Regions from separate parts of the Sus scrofa genome. Here region 2 is linked to region 1. A link is a contact called in public Hi-C data. All regions are on one chromosome and are shown on one strand. The core of a region is the stretch at or near the end of the contact, and the rest is flanking DNA. Distances in the headings are between cores, read along the strand shown. Region 1 overlaps FGF13 (fibroblast growth factor 13). Region 2 overlaps LOC110257820 (a long non-coding RNA gene).

What was found. Hi-C and Micro-C count contacts between places; a contact is called where the count stands out from the background.
Region 2: a Hi-C map of liver shows a contact between it and region 1, with 14 times the contacts expected there. The contact joins two enhancer-like sites. A contact is called at or near these places in 3 of 47 Hi-C or Micro-C datasets (fetal heart ventricle, liver and skeletal muscle).

Annotation. Positions count from the first base shown.
Region 1 is chrX:113,920,851-113,927,767 of Sscrofa11.1, reverse strand. All of the region lies in intron 2 of FGF13 (fibroblast growth factor 13), which reads left to right. Among named protein-coding and RNA genes, the nearest start is that of FGF13, 31 kb to the left of the region's middle. Within about 2 kb of position 4,052, at least 5 of the 83 cell types and tissues checked have an H3K27ac peak or open chromatin away from gene starts, as enhancers often do. A contact at or near this core is called in liver, where this site is marked.
Region 2 is chrX:114,119,415-114,126,331 of Sscrofa11.1, reverse strand. LOC110257820 (a long non-coding RNA gene) reads left to right here. Exons shown (of 3, transcript XR_002340823.1): 2 at 780-950. Among named protein-coding and RNA genes, the nearest start is that of F9, 96 kb to the left of the region's middle. Within about 2 kb of position 4,396, at least 3 of the 83 cell types and tissues checked have an H3K27ac peak or open chromatin away from gene starts, as enhancers often do. A contact at or near this core is called in liver, where this site is marked.

The sequences.
Region 1 (6,917 bases), core at 2,803-5,302:
AGGTCTCTGTCCAGGCCTGGTGCAGCGAGCAGGATCGAACCTGGGAGAGAACTGGGAGCGGGGTTTGGGTGCTAAGCTGGAGGGCTGCTTGGTGAGGCAGTCGGAAGGGAGATGAAACTGTTCACAGTCCAGGTCTCTTTGCAGCTGTGCTGTTTTATGTTCAAATCACTCCTCATTCTGGGAATTACAATCAACACGGAACAACCAGAATGTGTTGCAGCTCTTCAAATATATCCAATAAAAGGGCTTTCCAGCGTCGGCTTCATTATGGCTTATATTTTTGGAGTTGGGAAATTTGAAAGGAATAGAAGATAATCGCCAAGATTAAACAATTCAGGGAGAAAAAACCCCCCATGAATTAAAGGGTGGCGGGTGGAGGGGCTCCTACATGTCGCCGCCCTTGCTAAGCTTAACGTGATCTTTGAAATGCGAAGATTATTAGGCACATGAGATAGTTTGAGCAATTAGTAGAGCAGGCAAACGTCTGCATAAATCATTGTCTGCAGTCACCAGTTTATGTCTCCCTATCGGGCCCATCCAGAAGACATGGCAGCAGTGGGATTTCTAGGCACAGGCTGAGGGGTGGACCTCAGGTTCGTCCTGTGCGGCTTCATCCCAGTCCATCCTCCCCACCTCCCAGCGGAGCCGCTCTGTTTGTGATGCCCCAGTGCGAACAACCCACGTGTCTCAGATTTCTGACATTTTTAAATACGGCATTTTATCCCTTTGGTGACCGCCATGTCTTCCTGAAGCGTTTCTTAGGGTTGTGCATTTCCGAGTAAATGATGCTAATTTCCTAAAGAAAGTGAAATAGTCTCTAGTAATCCTGTTGACCCCCCCTCCAGCCTGCAGGTGCAGTTGCTTGAGTTGGACGGCCATTTGTTCTAAGCTACAGCTGTGTTTCTCAGAGAATTAATCCTGAAAATGGGAGTTTTGTATGGAAGGAGATAATTTCTTGATTCTTGGGGCACCGGGGCAAGGTGAAGGGACTGTTTTATCAGGGGTCTGGGTTTGTAATAAACATTAAGCCTCAAAGACAATGACCGCAGGTTGAGATTACAGTTCTCGTGCCCTCCTCATGCCTCTGCCCTTGTAAATTACTTGCCTGCGCATTGATTTTCAAAGGGAAATGGTGTCGGTCTCACTGGCTAATGACCTTCCCCGCAGACCAAGGGCAGAGGGTAGTAGGTGTTCTGGTTGGTTCTTTTAAACTGGCAGCACCTTGGGCTTTGTCGTGTAAGCTTGAGGGGGGTGCATTGGGACTGGGCTGCGCTCAGGCCTTTGCTTGGCCTGCCTCTGAGCCTTCTGCAGAGACCTCAGATTTGGTTGGGTCAGTCCCTGATGGCCCAAAGGAATTCTCAGGCATCCCTGTCTGTCCTTTCTGGGCCCCATTAGTAGGGCCTGGGAAGAAGAAGAAAATCTGGTAAAAGGCAGGCCTGGTCAGAGGCCAAATTATGAAAGAGTTAGTAAGAAAAAAAGTGTGCAAACCCAGTTTCCTTTTGTGTCATGGAAGATTCTAGACAGTAACACGCACAGATCTTAAGTGTACAGCTCAGTGAGTTTTGACAAATGTTTACATCCACGCAGTCAGCATCGAAATCAAGATACGGACTAGTTTCTTCACCCCAGAAACTTGTCTCGTGCTCCTTTCTTACCATCCCCCCTCCCCCCTTCAAAGCAACTACCGTTTTGACTTGTGTCATGGAATTTTAGTTTTCCCTTTACTGAACTGAATAGAAATGGATTCCTGCAGAACAGGCAGGCTCTTGGTTTCTGAGACCTGGCCACCTCACGTTCAGCCTGCCTCCTTTTCCTGGTGGACCCCTTCTTTCCGTATCCTCCGGGTTCCTGGAAGACCCCCCCATCCTGCCCCACACTAGGGCACTCAGCAGGGTCTTGTATTGGCAGGCCCTGAAGGAGTATATTGAATGGGCTAAGCAAGGCAGGAAATTCCTTGAAACTGGGGTATGTTTTATTCATCATCGAATAACATTAATGATCATAATTACTATCGTTATCATTATTACAGTAGCTTCTACAGCATCGAGCACTATTTACTGGGCTTGCATTACTTTTTATGTAGCTCTCATTTAACCATCATGATAGCCTAATGAAACAGCGAATAGTATATCCGGACTTTGGCGATGGGAACATTGAAGCGTAGTAGGGCGATTAGGTAGCTTGGATGAGGTCACACAGCTAGTGGGTCGCAAATCACGAGCACAGTGCCTGGCACCGAACTTCAGTTTGCCAGAGGCAGGGCTTCAATTAATTAAGGAATCAAGGACTTAATATCCATGGCTGATTTTCTGACATCTAGGTAGGCTGGAGAAGTAATTGTGGTTGGGGTCTTATAATCATAGTTTTTCAGAGCACTGACTGTATATATGCCAGGGATTGACATGAAGTATCTCAAGCTAGTCGAGATAGACAGACAGACGACTCGTATTCCCATTTGACTGATGAAAAAGCAGCCTCAGGGGTTGAGACCAGAGTACGGTCAATCAGCTGAAACGGTGAAGCAGGGTTTGAGCCAGGTTTGATCAACTTCAAATCTACCTCTTAACCCCTGTGTTATACCGCCTCCCTAGGCAACACAGTTGAGTCTTTCCTAATCCACCTTTGCAGAATCACTTGCCATCTGCCAATGTGGGCCCGATTAGGAAGAGTTTGCCTATACAGGCATGAGTGCTCCCAGGCTGCGATCTTTGTGCAGCCAAACAGATCTCTGAACAGCTTTCTCGAATGACTTTTCCATACCAGGCATTGTACTGGGCCTGGGCATACAGAGATGAAAGAAACCCAGTCCTGCCCTAGGCCCGAGGGGTGCCCTTTGCTTCCGTTTTGGCCTTGGATATTCTGACTTCTTACTTTCCAGTGGGCATCTACCCTCACTTGGCCATGACTGTGACTTTCAAGATTTAAGCATCTGTCAGTTTGAAAATAATGGCATTTTTTCCCAGAACTGTGTCTGCAAGCTTGTTTCACCTGCGTTCTGAAGATTACACGTCCTTTTAATTCACGACTGGGTGAAACTCCTGATTGTTTATTTTTTTCCCCCATTACGTGGCATCTGCTTTCAGTCTGTTCTCTTCTCTCTCCAGCACACGCCCCCCCCCGCCCCCCCGCGCCACCTCCTCTCCTTTTCTGCCCCCCTCCTTGTCAACAGATGTCAGTGGTTTTCATGAACTGACTGGGGTTCCTTCGGGAACCCCGGGTTCATTGGCGGAGTCTCATTTCTGGATTTTCCCCCTTGCCATTAACTTCAGTGAAAGAAGTCTCCCCCTTAGAGTGTAGCTCCATGGAAGAAGCTTTTCACCACTCATTATATAACTCATTTTAAATGGCAAAATAAAATGCGAGCTTTCTTTCTTACCCTGTTTATGCTGCCTTCAGTTAGATAAAATTTCCCAAAATATATCTTGTTAACAGAGACACACGCCTTGAACGAGCATATTAATTACAGTTCTCAAAGTTAGGACTCACGTAGCGTCTCTCTGTGCTGCGGAACCTGTGTTTAACAGCCAGAATGAACAGTGACCGGTCTATTGCCTGGTTGTAGGTAAGTTTCATAACACATGTGAAACCCAGTTCTCAAAAATCCCTCCAAATCGCGGAGGTAGCATTTCTCCAGCTCTTGCACCGGGGGCTTAGTAAACACAGATCGAGTTCTTAAAATATTTATCTCGCGTTCAAAGTAGAGACGTAAACAACCTAAAGAAGGCGGGCTGAGCGCAGTTCTCGACTATGCCCACGGCTATCTGCAGAACCTGCTTTCACCCACCACGTGGAAAGTATTGTGAATTGACCTGCGTCCCCTGCCTGTGATTCTGTGTGTGTGCCCGCCTCGCCCCTGGGGGGCTTTATTGCACAGCGAGGCGACCGGGAGCTCACAGAGGCGCGGGCTCTTCGGAGCCCCGGGAGCCGCCTTCCGGGAAACGGGGCCGCCGCTCCTCGAGGCTCTGCTTCCCGGGAGCATTTGTTCTCCGACTGCCGCGAACCCACTAGCCGGGGGCCTGGACGGACGCGAGCGCCGACCGGTCCCGTTAACCGGCGTCCCTCGGTCGCCGCCGATCTGGCCGCTGGGTTGATTACAAACCCGTGTGCTCCTTAGCCTCGTGATGCGGCGGCTGCCGAAAAAAGAAACACGGAAAAGTTGTGTCACCGAAGGTGAAACTTGGCAGAGCTGCTCGCGTCCGGCGGCGGCGGAGGGCTTTGCCTGCTGGCCCCCGGAGGCCCGCGGCCCCCCGGCCCGCTCGCCGCGGGACGCCGCGGAGGGACAGACGGACGGGCGGGGCGGGCGGCCGGCTGCGCGCGGGGAAGGGTCCGGACGCCCCGGGGCAGCCCCTGGCCTGGAGGTCTAGACCGCGGGCGCTCTGCCTCCGGGGCAGGCGGGCGGGGCCTGATAAAAGAGCGCCGGGTGTCCCCCTCCCCCCCAGCCCCCCAGGCGTCCTTGCTCTGCCTACACCTGACCCACCCGCTGGGCCCCTCCGAGGCAGATACCCGTCAAAGCCTTGAAGTCAGGACTTGGCCAAACCCCAGAGCTTTGCTTTCTCTGTCTTCTGGTCAATGCTAATTCGGTTTCAGCTGTTCACAAAGCCCAGGATGCCTCTTGAGCAGAAAGCCCAGGACTGTTTTGCATTTATTTGTCTGCTTTTATATTGCTTCTGTTTGGTGGCGTCGATTTTTTGGTTTGTTTGCAGATTACAAAATGATGCATGTTTGCCGGGAACAGTTTGGGAAATCATAGAAGCGTAGAGGAGAAAATAGCCACCAGAGCGTTGCGCTCCCAGGTCCTTTTTGAGATTTTTCTTCCAGTCTTTCTTCTCTGAATTTTGTTAACACGCGCATATACATCTTGAAGTGTATGGGTGCAATCATGCAGTAGATACTGTCACCTGCTCTTCTTTGTCAACATCTTAGCATGTTTTCCACGTCATTAAATAATCTGCCGCGCTGTCATTTTAGTGTGTGCGCTGGGCGTGGATTTGGGGGTGCCTAAGGAGAGCTGGTGATCTTGTGCTTGTGGTTGTGAAGTGTTTCTCTTACTGCCTTGAGCTCTTTCTCACTGGGTTCCGCAAATATTATTACTATTTTATAAATATAGATAAATATGTTCGCCTATAAAGATGCATATATGCATGTATAAATCTGTAAATATAACATTGAATGCATGTAGGCAGATATGCCTATGTCTAAAGAAACATACAAATATGTTTAGAATAAATCTTCAAAGAATGTATATCAAAAGGAATCTCTGGTGGTTGGCTTATAGATGTATATATGTATATGTATATTTTTTTCATATCTTCTGCTTTCTCTGCGGTGGAGATACATAATGAGCCTAATGATGTCATAAAAATTAAGATAAACAATATCTTGCTTATGGATTATCTTCAAAGTGACTTTTCTCCTCCAGCTCCCACCACTTCTTGATCTGGAATACTCTACCTAGTATTTCTGCATTTGGGGATCTTTCATGCGCGAGCTTAACCCACATCCTCCAGAAAGCCTCTCTTCCACCCTCCCTACCGAAACTGCCTGTTCCCTGCGCTGGGTCTCCGGGTTACCCATCTGGCAATGATTAACTTTTCATCTGCTTGTTTTATCTCCCCAACTAGATTTTAACTTCCTCAAGGTGCTTTTTCACAAAAGAGATACTCAATAAATGGGTTACTTAACCATGAGGCTCAGCATCCGTCCTAGGTTTCTTTAAATGCTCTTGTGCCTTTGAAACTCCAAACCACATCAGAAGCCCTTAGAAGGACAGCAGCATTCTGTTGACTGAAAAAAATGCCCAACCGAAGAGTGATGTTTTGGGCAGACCTCCTGAGGACGGCAAGCCCAGGAGATAAGACTCTCAGACCACTTGAGAGGCTGCTCCGAATAGGTGAGGAGCCAGGATGGATAGGAGTTTTTGCAACAAAACCCCAGGTGGTCAGAACATCAAAAGATTCTGTTAATTAAAGAAAATCAGGTTTCTTAAGGAACTGAGTGCTTTTCTGTGTATGGGAGAGGAGGCTGGGCTCACTGAGCTTTCCCTTGATGAGCACCTCAGCTCTCTGGGGCCAGCCTCCTGTGCCTTCTCAGTTGACTGCTGCCTGGAAGCTCGGCATCCTCTTTCCATCCTGAGTTCCCTCAGGGCTGTAATGTGATGGCTTGATGGCTGCAAGATCCTTTGTTTATGGATATGGCAAGACCGCATTTTTCATTCCCAAATCCATTTGGATTTAATATTGCTAATTTAACTTGGGATATATAATTTCTACTTTAGAATAGGCCATCTTCTATGGACGAGGGGCTGTATGGTTAAAGAGCATGGATTTTTAGAGACTGGAGTTCCTCTGCTTTAGTGCGCTGTGTGATCTCGGGCAAATCTTTCTCGGCCTCTTCACAATGGAGGTAGTCATATTTGGCTCACATGCTTATTTTAAAGATAGAATGGGATAATGTAGGGATAACACATAAAATTTGGTCAGTGGTGATATGGATGCTATTATTAAAAGAGTAGTGGAGTTCCCGTCGTGGCGCAGTGGTTAACGAATCCGACTAGGAACCATGAGGTTGCGGGTTCGATCCCTGCCCTTGCTCAGTGGGTTAAGGATCCGGCGTTGCCGTGAGCTGTGGTGTAGGTCGCAGACGTGGCTTGGATCCCGCGTTGCTGTGGCTCTGGCGTAGGCTGGCAGCTACAGCTCCGATTCGACCCTAGCCTGGGAACCTCCATATGCCACGGGTGTGGCCCTAAAAAGACAAAAAAAAATTCACTCCATGATTGGTTGAATCCATAGGTGCGGAATCTGTGGCTACAGAGTGCCCACTGTACTAATTCATACATTAATTCACCCATTACTTTACTCAATAAATAGTAGTTGAGCCTCCTGCGACAGCAGTGAGCAGAGCAGATAATCAGCCTTGCC
Region 2 (6,917 bases), core at 3,147-5,646, 200 kb before region 1:
ACCTCTTCAGTGACAGGGAGGCCAGTTCGCCTTGAGGAAAGACCTGGGTACACCGACAGTGAATACTGTTACTGAGTAGTGGAAGGAGGCAGTTACGAATACCAGTTATGAACCTGTGACCTGTTGTAGAAATGAGGAGTCTAATTATATGAATATTTCCTTATTTTGTTATGAATATGTGTGTATACATAGATACGTGTATATATACATATGCACACACATATACACTAAGCAGATAACTACTTGTTTTCTTACTCTTTTATCATGTAACATAAGATATATTGACTTTATATCATAGTATTTATTATTGTTAATTTTACATCATAGTATTTCAGTTGTGGGATATCAAAAATAAGAGACATCACTCAAGGACTTTAGCTCCTATTCTGGGGAAGGGATTAGTGCATGTTCCGTTGTACACACATGGTTGTATCGTAGGAGGTGGAGTTACGATCTTGTTATGGTCTTTATTTGGAGATTAAGTATGGTTTAAGGAGATGCATATGGTGCCAAGTTGTAAAAGGTGTGGCCTTGTGGATGGTTAATTTTACATGTCAACCTGACTAGCCCACGGTTATCCACGTACTTGGTTAAACATTACTCTGGGTGTATGCCCGCGAGGGCATTTCTAGATGAGATGAGCATTTGCATCAGTAGACTGAGTAAAGCGGATTGCTCTCGCCAGTGTAGCAGGGCTGCATCCAGTCTCATGAAGGTCTTGATACAATGAACAGGCTGAGTAAGGGAGCATTCACTCTCTCTTCCTCACTGTCTTCCAGCTTGGACGTGGGTCTTTTCCTGCCTTCGGACTGGGACTGGGACTGGAACTTGTACCATTGAGTCTGCTGGTTCTCAGGTCTTCAGACTCAGACTGGACCTATACCATTGGCTTTCCTGGGCTGCCAGCTTGCCAACTACAGCTCTTGGGACTTTTCGGCCTCCACAATCATGTGAGTTAATAACTCATATAAATCTTTTTGTCTAATGTAAATAAATTCATTTGGTTTCTCTGAAGGACCCTGACTAATACTAGTAACTTGCTAAAAAGTCTAAGAAACCTTGGAGTACTTAGATGACAAGGCTGCTTCAGTTAATGATTTTGTGCTGGAGCAAAAGTTCCTCCTTTCTCAGCATTGCCCTTTTGTGGCTCCAAACTGTGCTCAAATGTGTTCCTAGGCTGCTAAGAGTTTTACCTTGGGTGGGCTCAGCTAGAAGGCAGCTTGGGAAATCAGGGAATGATAGGAAGCTGGGACTGAGGGAACTTGGGACAGGGGCAGAGAGCGTTCTTCTGGGGTCTTCTGTGAGGTCAGGATTCTGTGGAATAGCAGTGACTGTGACATCTGGTATCTTAAGAAGTGGAATAGTCAATATGAGGCTACAATCAGTGTTGGAATTCTAGGTGACCCATCTGTTTGTTGTAGACTCCCAGAGAGCCATGAGCTGGATATATGGGGCACAGGGGAGGAAGGGTGGTCAAGAACTTTGGACAAAGTTCTAGTCCCGGCACAGGAACTGGAGGGTTAAGTAAGAGCCATCAAAGAGGCACTAGATAGATACTGTAGGTGTGAGAGAATACAGTAGCTCACCAGGAGTGGGGGTACCCAGGGCTCAGCCCAGGGATCCCAGGTATAATTGTCTACCCTACCCAGTGCCCAGTGGCAGGGTCTCTTCTCTTGGTGCAGGCCAATGAAGGAGTTCCCAGAAGCCAACAATCAGGTTAATCATTTAAACCACCCTCTTGCAACGGTTGCAGTTTTATAGCCTTCTGAAGGGGAGTACGACATGCTTGGATCAAGAATTGCATGGGCTTGAACCCGAATGAGAGAAAATGGAGATGATTCATCCTGAAATAAATATCAGAAATTAGAATCAGAGATCTTGCCTTTTCGTAACAGCAACAAGAGAAACATTCGTGTTGGGTGGACAGGCTGGGACGAGGGTGAGGCAAGCAAGGTGTCTAGAATTTGTGCATCAGGTGCTTTTCTTGCCTCAGGTAAGTGGCCCTCGATGCCCTAGGTTTGCCCCATTGCTTAGCAATAATGCCCCAAAACTATGTGGTGAAAAACCTAAGAGATGGAGGGAAAACAGAGCCTCTAAAAGAGATAAGAAAAAATGGTGAGAATTTAAAAAAAGCGGGGCGGGGGTGGGGGCAGAATATAGTAGACAGCAAGCGCTGTGTTGTGGTGCCGGAGGGTCCCGTGGGGGCAGCGGAGGGGAAAAGCAGTCACGTGGCAGGAGAACAGTAGACGTTGGCCCAGGACAGTGGGACCAACAGGGAGGAGCTCAGTGCGAGTGGGGAGCCTGGCTTGTGAAGGCAGCATGATGCCAGCAGAGGTGCGTATCAGTGACAGGATGGGTGAACTCTGCGTGTGTGTGTGTGTGCGCGCACACACACTGTTGTTGCTGTTGTCAACAAGGGAGTAAGAAGTACCCTTGGAAAATAGAGATTTCTGGACTTGGTCTTGAAATCACACCTTATGGTCGTGTATTTGCCTTTTGTTCCCATATGTGGATTGAAATCAGGGGCCCTCCCTTTGTAATTTGGGCAGGTTGCCTAACATTTCCATGCTTTAGTTTCCTCATCTGTAAAGTGGGGCTCACTCTTCTTATGGTTGCTGCAGAAACGAAACAAATTAATAAATGTCAAGTTCTTAGGTTAGCACCTGGCGTGTCATATGACATTCAACAAATATTGTTATTGCCGCCACTGTGGTGGTGGTGGTTAGTAGTAATAGTGGTGTATCAATCTATTACAGCAATATCAACACATATATAATAATGCCTGTAGGTCTTTAATGAACCATAAATTATGTTAATTTAAGAGTGCCTGAAAATAGGCAGTGGATGGTAGAATGATTTCTGTCAAACTGTAGTTAAGTAGTTATGGTTGGTGTTGAAAGGGTTTCACATTTGCTAATGTGGAAACTTAACCATCTTGAATGTGTCATTTCTGGGTAGTGTTGGATAATTGAGGTGTTTCCATTTCATACTTACGAAACATTCTAAAGTTTTCATTTTTTGTGTTGATGACAAAAGAATTTGTCATCATATACACATCTGTTCTCCTAGGAATGAATCAGTTATGTTGTCATATTAAATTGGTTATGAGGTGGTAGGTGCACCCCAAACTTGATACTCAATTTTAAAAAATGAAGGAACTCCACCCCCCTCTAATCAGATAAACCACCACGGCTTAGACTTAAGGCAAAAGCCACGGCCCTCTCATCCATTGCTTCATCATTTCACTTTCTGGGGGATGGGGAGGCCCCGCATCGGCAGCATATGGAGTTCCCTGGGCCAGGGATTGAATCGGAGCCACAGCTGCAACCTACACCACAGCTGTTGCAATGCCAGATCTTCAACCCACTGAACCAGGCTGGAGATTGAACCTGCACCTCAGCAGCAACCCGAGCCACCAGAGACAGTACCAGAAAGACAACACCAGATCTTTAACCCATTGTGCCACATCAGGAACTCCCATTTCACTTTTTTTTTCCATTTTTTAATTACTCAAATGAATTTATCACATCTGTAGTTGTATAATGATCACAACAATCTGATTTCACGGGATTTCCATCCCACAGCCCAGTCTCCCATTTCACTTGGAATGGAGGGGGATGTTGGGTCCCAGGTGGAAGAAGATACTATAAACTACTTCCTCCTTTGAAGGAAGAAGTATCCCAGGGCTCCCAGGTTGCTTCATCCCCATCCACCCTCCCCGCTTACCCTGAGACTACAGAGGTCTGCGCAAGGCACAGTAGGTGGGTGGAAAGTATTTGGCCTCCAAGCTTGGGAAAACCATGACATATGTGTTTGTACTCTGCCTGTGCTTTGCTCGGTGAACTTGAGCATATCACTTAGTCCCTCTGGTATTAAGTGGTATATGAATTCAGCTTCCTAATGCATCAAATGAGGGTAACAGCACCTTTTCTGTCTACCTCACGGGGTTATTATAAGGATCAAATAAGGTATTAAACAGAGACATGCTTTTGACCTGTACTGTGTGTTCATAACGTAAAACATTGCTCCACCACTATCTAATCATTCACTCACTTCACAAATATTTATTGAGTACTGACTGTATATTGGACTCTCTTCCAGGTCCTGAGATAAAGCAGTGAAAACAAAATACTTTACACAATGGAGTTTTTATTCCACTGGATAAGATAAAGACAATAAACCAATATTTATGATATCATCAGGTAATGATAAGAAGGAAAATAAAGCAGGTGAAGAAGATAGGGAACAATGGGCGATAAGCCAGGGGACTATTTTAGATCGGGAGCATGTGACTCAAGGGGCTCGCGTAATACCAGTTGAGAAGTTAAAGGAGAAAACGAGGAAAGCATGTGGAAGACCAAAGAGGAGGGAGCAGCACAGATGTCACATGTTGCCCCGCCCAGCGCAGTCATTGTGGTGCCCGCTCAGGACGGGTCGGTACATGGTCACACCACCCACACACAGCCCGTTCTCCTCCAAATGAGCTTAGTGGAAAAATAAGCAAACAAGAAGCGAGGTTCGTGTATTTGATAATTTGCTGTCCTAAGGGTTGGTTTCAGGGTTAATAAGTACACAAGGAAGAAATTCAGGTTTATAGAGTGATATTCCTCTGAGGGCTTTGAGATCTTAAGAAGAATTCAGGGGTGTCTCATGGGAATGGGGGCAATCACTCGGTGAGTAAACAAAGTTGCAGCAGCGTATTGCACCACAGGACATGTGGCAAAAAAACATTTTGGCAATTGATACTGTAGAATTGCCAATGGGGAGAGCCTGTTTTTGCAACTAGTTGAAGTGAGAAACCCACATGACAAGATATCACTTTGTCTTTTGCCAAACAGCGTGGAGTGAGGGGGTGGATTCTCTCTAGTAAGACGGTGGAGACTGGTCGGCCCTGCCTCCTGGCCCTGTTACTTGGCTTCACAGCCAGAGTAGTACAGAGTATTGCACAGGGGATGTGCTCGGGAGATGTTTGAGTAAGAAATGAGATCCAGAACCTCCTCAAGCAGCTCCTTCTTCACCCATTTAGCTCTGGAAATGCTGGCTTTTGCCACCAAAGCTCAGACTGTGAATTAGAAAATCAGCCTATGAATTAACAGTGAAAATATAACTGTCGGGCGATGGCTCATGTTCACAGTAGCGCTCTGCCTCCCCAGGAGGAGCACCCTTCGCCAATGCCGTGGGCGTGTGCACTTGGCCCGTCATTTCATTTGCACTTGTATGTTGGAAAAATGTTAAAAATACAAAAGCATTGCAAGACTAGCATAAGGAACTACCATGTGCCATGTAGCCTTTATCCAGGTCCATCAACTGTTCACATTTTGCCCCATTTGTGTACTTAGATCTGTTTCTCTATCTGTATGTAAGACATGCACATATTTTTTTCACGCATCATTTGGCAGTAAGTTAGAGGCATGGTGCCCCACAAATACTTCAGTGTTATTTCCTAAAAGTAAGGGTAAATACAGCATGATTATCACAATCAGAAAATTCAGCATTGATCCAATCCAATTCTGTTACCGAATTCATAGTCCATTTTCACATTTAGCCAGTTATCCTAAATATTATCCTGTAGAGCTAATGTTTTTGTGTGATCTAAGGTATAAATCAGTGTCATTCATTGCACTTGGTTGTTATGTGAACTTCATCTCCTTTATTGTTTTTTAATGGAGGTATAATGCACATACGACATTTATTAGTTTCAGGTGTATAACATAATGATTCAATATTTGTATATATGGCAGAATGATCAACAAGTCCAGTTAACAGCTTTCACCACACATAGTTATGGAATTTTTTTTTCTTGTGGTGAGAACTTTAAAGACGTAATCACTTAGCAAATTTCAAATAAACAATACAGTGTAATTAACTATAGTCAGCATGCCGTATAGCCTGTACATCCCTATGACTTAGTTATTTTATAATGGAAGTTTGTACCTTTCGACTCCCTTCACCCATTTCTCTCAGTCTCCACCTCTGGCAACCACCAGTCCCTTCTCTGTAGCTATTTTGTTTGTTTTTGTTTTAAGATTCTACACCTGTAAGTGAGATCATGAGGAATCTGTATTTCTCTGACTTACTCGACTTACCATAATGCCCTCAGGATCCATCCAGCTTGTCACCATTCCGAGATTTCGTTCTTTTTAACGGATGAATCCTAGGCCATTGGCTGTATATACCGCAGTTTCTTTATCCTCTCATCTATGGATGGCTGCTTAGGTTGTTTCCGTGTCTTGGCTGTTATAAGTAATGTTGCAGTGAACATGGGGGCATACCTAACTTTTTGAATTAGTGTTTTAATTTCTTCAGATAAATACCCAGGAGTGCAATTGCTGAATCCTATGGTAGTTCTAGTTTTAATTATTTGAGGAACTTCCGTACTGTTTTCCGTTGGGCCCATACCAATTTACATTCCCACCAACAGGGCGCAAGGGTTCCCTTCTTTCCACATCCTCACCAGCATTTGTCATGTGTGTTCTTTTATGACAGCCATTAGGACAGGTCTGAGGTGATATCGCATTGTAGTTTTGATTTGCATTTCCCTGACAGAATTTAATGTCCTTTAATCTGGAATAGTTCCTCAGCCTTTCTTTGATTCTTTGATCTTGGCATTACTGAAGAATATATGCTAGTTACTTTGTAGATGGTCCCTCAATATGAGTTAGTCTGATATGTCTTGATGATTAGATTCAAGGTTATATATATGTTTTTGGTTTGTATTTGGGGTTTTTTTGTTGTTGTTTCTTTGCAGAAATACCACAAGAGTGATACGGCTTTCTCAGTACATCATATCATTTTGATCTTAATGTAAATGGCATTGTTTTTTTTTAAATTTCATTTTATAAGTTTTTCCTTCTAGTATATAAACTACAATTGATTTTTGTACATTGATGTCATATCCTGACACTTTACTGAATTCA